Regions from separate parts of the Mus musculus genome. Here region 1 is linked to region 2. A link is a contact called in public promoter capture Hi-C data. All regions are on one chromosome and are shown on one strand. Each heading gives the region's core, a stretch centred on a gene start, on an enhancer-like site or on the middle of the called end of the contact. The rest is flanking DNA. Distances are from core to core; before and after follow the strand shown.

Region 1 (2,700 bases), core at 76-2,575, 33 kb after region 2:
GAAACACCCGACTCTAACTGGGTTCTGGCCACGGCCTACTATTAAGTGCCGTGGAAAGGTGGCAGGCACTGGTGACTACTGTATTATTCTCTGCAACTATGGAAGTCCTAGAGCAGGGATGGGATGGGGGGTGCTGAGAAGGACTGAAGTTTGATTCCAAGCCCGCCCATGGTGGCTCACAGACATCTCTAACCCAGGGCCTTGGCTGTCTCCCTTGGATTTTGGGTTGCTAGTGGTTGTCACCCAAACTCTTGTCCTGCCTCAGCTTCTAGGCCTGTGTGGCTTTAGATGGGTTTCTCTTGTAGGTGACAGGGTCTGTCTGCGTGGCCTCCCTGGCCTGGAACGTGCTGCATATCTCAGGCTGTCTGCCTGCTTCTGCCTCCTCAGAATTGGAGGTGTGAGCTACATAACAAGCCTTTGTCTTTCTTCTTAAAGGTTTTTCTTTGTGGGTGGGGGTGGGAAAAGGGTTAACTCTGCAGAGTTGGCTAGACGAGGCTGGCCTCCAGTTCAGAGATCCATCTACCTCTGCTGAGACTAAAGATCTGCAACCACGATGCCTGGCCGCCGCACATCCTTTTTTCTTTCCGTCCTTCCTTTTGGTTTGCTTGCTTGCTTGGCTGACTGGTTTGTAATTTCTATGTATGAGTTTTTGCCTGAGTTGGAGTCTATGCAAACTGCAGCAATGATGCTCTAGGTGTGTTTGAGAGCACAGCTTAGGCTCTGGACTTTCTTACACACACCAACAGCTTCGAGTCAGCCATCATCTAGAGAATGACAACCGCGATACAAGGTTAGACGCCATTCGTGTGACGCAACACTCAGACGTACAACTCTGATCCTATCCTATCCTTCTCTCTTAACCTTCCTATCTAGTGTGAGGCTGCTCTTCCCTCTATGGAACGCACGGCTCCTGACCCCACCCTTCTAACCTCTCTGTCTTTTCTCCTCACACCCCACATCCGTTGTGCGCTCTTGCTGAGGAGGCCTCTCTGCTTCCACTGCTCTCTGTTCTATGCAGGGCAGAGTGACCATGGCGTCCTTCACGACATCCCTAAAGCTTTGCCACCTGATTTCTGCCCTGACTTCACACTGTACTCAGCCTCGCCTCCCCTGCAGCACCCCCACCTTGTTCTCACTCCTTGAACCCACCAGGCACATCTCTACCTCGGGGCTTGAACTGGCTGTCTCTGAGCCTAGCATCCTACACAGCCTCTGTAGAACAGAGCCTGCCAAAATTAGCAGGCCGGCCGCTGAGACTGTCCCCACTCTATAGAGCATGCTCAGGAAAAAGTAGAGCCAGAGACTGCACCCTCTGCAGGACAATCAGGGAATGGAGGACAGCTGCTTCAGTGACTACAGAGACTGCACCCTCTGCAGGACAATTGGGGGACGGAAGACAGCTGCTTCTGTGACTTCAGGGACTATACAAGCTTTTGTCACAGTAGCAATTTCAATGCCAACAAAATCTGAACCCAGGAGATCAGAGACGTTCTTCAGGAATCTCCTCCCTCCCTGACGACGGAGAGAAAGCTTACCAGGCCAAGGTGTTTACTGGGGCAGGAGTAGCACCTGCCTGGCTCCTCCTCTAAAATGCTGAGGAGCCTGAACAGGGCAGTCATAAATCCCTAGAACTACTTGGTTACTAAGACTACCCAGGAGAGCTGCAGAGGGGCCCTTTCATGAAATCATTAGCCAGCTAGTGACACTAACTGTCTCTGGTAAACTGTCACACGCTGGGCCTACTTCAACTGGCCCTCCCCTGACTGCTCCTTATTACTATGCTAACCTTCCTTTTTGATATAGGGTCTCTCTCCCTATCTCTGGCTGTCCTTGAACCTTTACTCACACTCACACACACTCACACTCTCTCTATATATGTGTGTGTGTGTGTGTGTGTGTGTGTGTGTATAAAATCAGGTTGGTCTCGAACTCACAGAGATCTTCTTGCTTCTGCCTCCAGAGAGCTGGGATTAAAAGTGTACATCGCTATTCCAGGCTAGTACGTTAAATCTGTGGCTGCTTCAAAGCAGATAAGAAGATTTGAGTCGTGGCCGCTGTACCCACAGAGTAAAAGACCGGCTCAGCCCCAACAGTGCAGACAGCATGAGCACATTGTGGGTCACACCGACCCTTCCAGTGCTTCGTCCGAGATTAATGCTTGTATGCTTTAGCTAGCCCCAGGGTACACCAAAAGGCTCATCAGGTAAGACTGCTTACTGCCAACTGCAGGTTCATTTATGGGGCCCAAATGATTAAGATAGAACCAACTTTGCAGGGCTGACCTCTGACCTTCAGACAAGCACTATGGTGCATAAGTGCACATATACACATGTGCATGTTTGTATTTTCAAAAATGCTGGGCAGAGGCGCATGAGCGTGCGCGCACGTGGATGCACACACACGCACACACTCCCTCTCTCTGGTACACACACATTTGTATTCCTAAAAATACAGGGTAGAGGTGGGATTGTGGGCACGAAAGGCAGACGGCACTTGGCTGTGGCTATGGCAAAGTGGAAGGAGGAACGAGCAGAAGGCTGCAGAGACAATCACATGTTCTCCTTCTGAACCAGGGCTTGGCAGAAATACTAAGAGGCTCCGGCTGTGATCCAGTTTAAGGTGGAAGCACACAACAAACAGCAGCCTGCTTCTTCCCAGAGCTGAGACAAAATGGCCGTACTTGCCCTGGGGTTTAGCTTG
Region 2 (2,875 bases), core at 324-2,823:
ACCCTGCTTGATGCAGATTTTAAAGACCCAAATAAGCAGAAATGGTCCCTTCTGGGTGAGGGATAATGTGAATTTAAGACCAGCATGGACCATGAGACTAAGTGCTGGGCCTCAAACACCTCAGAGACACACAACCTGTCTCAAAGGCCAGCCACTATGGCATATACCTTTAATCCCAGCAACCAAGACAGAGTCAGGCAGATCTGTGAGCTGGAGACTAGCCTGGTTTACATAATGAGCTAGAGGCCAGTCTGGTCTACATAGTGAATAAGACCATCCTCTGAATAAACACCCCCCCCAAAATAAAATAAAAATAGACAAAAGAAGAGAACTGAGTGCCTCATGACACCACCCCATACATATGCACACACATATATACATACACACATATATACACACATATACACAAGAACACATGTACACACACATACACACATATACACATACAAACACACACATACACACATACATACACATACATACATTCACACACATTCACACACATACACATTCATGCATACACACACATACACACATTCACACACATACACACATTCACACACACACATACACACACACATTCACACACACATGGTTTTCTTTGTGTGTCCAGACAAAAGATATGGCCCCTCTTGCTTATCCAGTGCCTATGTTTACTCTGTGGTGCCCCCCCTCCAGACTGCTAGTCTGTGCTACCCTGCTCTGCCACTTTCCTGGGCTCTCCACCTGTCTCTCTTGCTTTTGTCCATGTCGTGAGCCTCTGTCTGTCCATGGAGGCCAAGCCAGAAGACACTTGCTCCTTCCCTCTGGCAGAGCAGCCCAGGTGGCAGTGGCCTGTGGTCTGCCTGGGTTTCACCTTCAGGGCAGAGCTGACCCGGCCCCAGGGGAGCTAGCTAGACATCCACATGGCTATTTTCCCCTCAACCTGTGTAGGAGGGGCTCTGTGCCAGGCCCATGGACATGGGGCCCCCAGAAAGAAGGGGTGTCCCATAGGCTCTGGATCTGACCCAACAAGGGATCTGGCAGCATATGGAAAGAACAGGACTCAAGTGTCAGAGTTCCTGGTGTCGGGAACACAAGCTTGCAAAGCACGTCTCCACTCTGTGTCAGCCACCAGCCTCCCACAGGTGACAGGGAACCCCACGGAAGGGCGTGCTGGCTCCTACCACACTCACCCGTTAGCCGCCTGCTGTCAGAAGAGTCGTCCGTCCTCGGCAGAGCCAACCTCAGGGACCAGGAGGAGGCAGTGGGCAGGCAGCTCAGGGTCACTGCTGGGTCTCAGTCAGACATCAGTGGGGCCAGCAGGGCTGGGGACAGAGGTGGCTCTTAGGTGGGCCACCAGGGCCTCTTGCCCCTTGAGTGTGAGTCTGAGGCCTCAGGCCTGCAGGTCTATAGGCAGGCCCCTGTCAGAAGCTCAGGGCCACCTGCTGGCACCATGACAAGGCCCAAGCTGGGGGTTCTCACCGGGGCAGCAGCGGGCTGGGGTGCTAGGTGTGGGAGGCAGAGCGGACAGATGGACGGAAGGCAGAGGGACTGCAGGAATGTGCTGGAAGGAAGTCAGGGGTAAGATGCAGAGTTAGCCCGCCAGCTTTCCCATTATAAGTAATCCTTCCTTATTTACCTGAACAAATACGCTCCTTCCCTGCCTACCTCAGACCGCAGGCAGCTCCTGGTTAACCCTTGAGGGCCTTGCCTCCTGAGGGAAGGAGGATTCGGGCCCTCCCTCCTTTAAATGACCATTGCCAGCACGCTCATAAGGCATAAAGAACACGTCAGTGAGACCAGGATCTGGACTCAGAGGGATCATCCCAGGACGGGACCAAATTAGCAGTAGCAGTGACAGTTCAGGGCCACTCGCTCCTTTGGAGATCAAGACAGGCCAAGGGAGTCAGTGAGGCTTCCTGGAGGTGGTGCAGGGCAATCAGTGAGGGCTTCCTGGAGGTGGTGCAGGGGAATCAGTGAGGGCTTCCTGGAGGTGGTGCAGGGGAATCAGTGAGGGCTTCCTGGAGGTGGTGCAGGGGAATCAGTGAGGGCTTCCTGGAGGTGGTGCAGGGGAATCAGTGAGGGCTTCCTGGAGGTGGTGCAGGGGAATCAGTGAAGACTTCCTGGAGGTGGCATTGTCCATTGGCCCAGGTCCCCAGGCTCCTTCACGTACTCAGGAAGCAACAAACAGAATGCTCTGGCTTCTTCTCAGGTCCCAGAGCAGAGCTGAATGCACCCTGACATAATCACCCCCGAATGCAGCTCTCGTCCTGTCAGCTGAATCACGGGGGGGTCTCACCATGGAGTCTGGGATGGCCCAGAAGGCATAGAGCCCCACTTGCCTCTGCCTTCCTAAGTGCTGGGATTACAGACAGGTGTCACCACACCTGACTATCATAGGTTTTAAATTTTAAAAAGTATTTTAGTGTGTGTGTGTGTGTGTGTGTGTTTCAGAAGAGAAGGCATTGGATTCCCCTGGAAGTGGAATTATAGGCAGTTGTGAGCTGCCTTGTGGGTGCTGGGAACTGAACCTTGGTCCTCTGCAAGAGCAGCCAGAGCTCTTAACTGCTGAGTTCTCTCTCCAGCCCCCAAAGTGTTCACTGCAGCCTTCCAACTCCAAAAGTAATCACGTGACCTCCCATAGCATGGGCTTGGGGAAAGCCACCTGACATTCAGGGTTATCCTCTTACCTTGACCCACATTAATGTCTTCCCACAGCAGGCTGGGCTGACTACGCAGCCCAGGACACATCTGTTGCGTTCACTAGTCATTTGATGAAGAGTTTTCAGACTCAGCCTATGAGAAAGGCAGCAGAGATGCCGTGAGGCAGTAATTCAGTTTAGAAATGGCGGCAACTAACCACTTGATCCCTAGAACATTGGTCCTCCAAGGC

Evidence for each region. Promoter capture Hi-C pulls out the DNA fragments that hold promoters and counts their contacts.
Region 1: a promoter capture Hi-C map of epiblast stem cells shows a contact between it and region 2, with 3 times the contacts expected there. The contact joins the enhancer-like site here to the promoter of Spdef in region 2. A contact is called at or near these places in 9 of 39 promoter capture datasets (Sertoli cells, embryonic stem cells, epiblast stem cells and 4 more), 8 of 484 Hi-C or Micro-C datasets (CD4 T cells, the N1E-115 cell line, cerebellum and 4 more), 5 of 115 datasets of contacts at active chromatin or transcription factors (cardiomyocytes, embryonic fibroblasts, embryonic stem cells and 2 more) and 1 of 9 other capture datasets (adipose tissue).

The regions. Positions count from the first base shown.
Region 1 is chr17:27,760,541-27,763,240 of GRCm38.p6, forward strand. All of the region lies in intron 4 of Ilrun (inflammation and lipid regulator with UBA-like and NBR1-like domains), which reads right to left. Among named protein-coding and RNA genes, the nearest start is that of Spdef, 33 kb to the left of the region's middle. Within about 2 kb of position 1,326, at least 38 of the 459 cell types and tissues checked have an H3K27ac peak or open chromatin away from gene starts, as enhancers often do. A contact at or near this core is called in cerebellum and epiblast stem cells, where this site is marked.
Region 2 is chr17:27,727,378-27,730,252 of GRCm38.p6, forward strand. It overlaps Spdef (SAM pointed domain containing ets transcription factor), which reads right to left and starts at 1,574. Exons shown (of 6, transcript NM_013891.4): 1 at 1,176-1,574.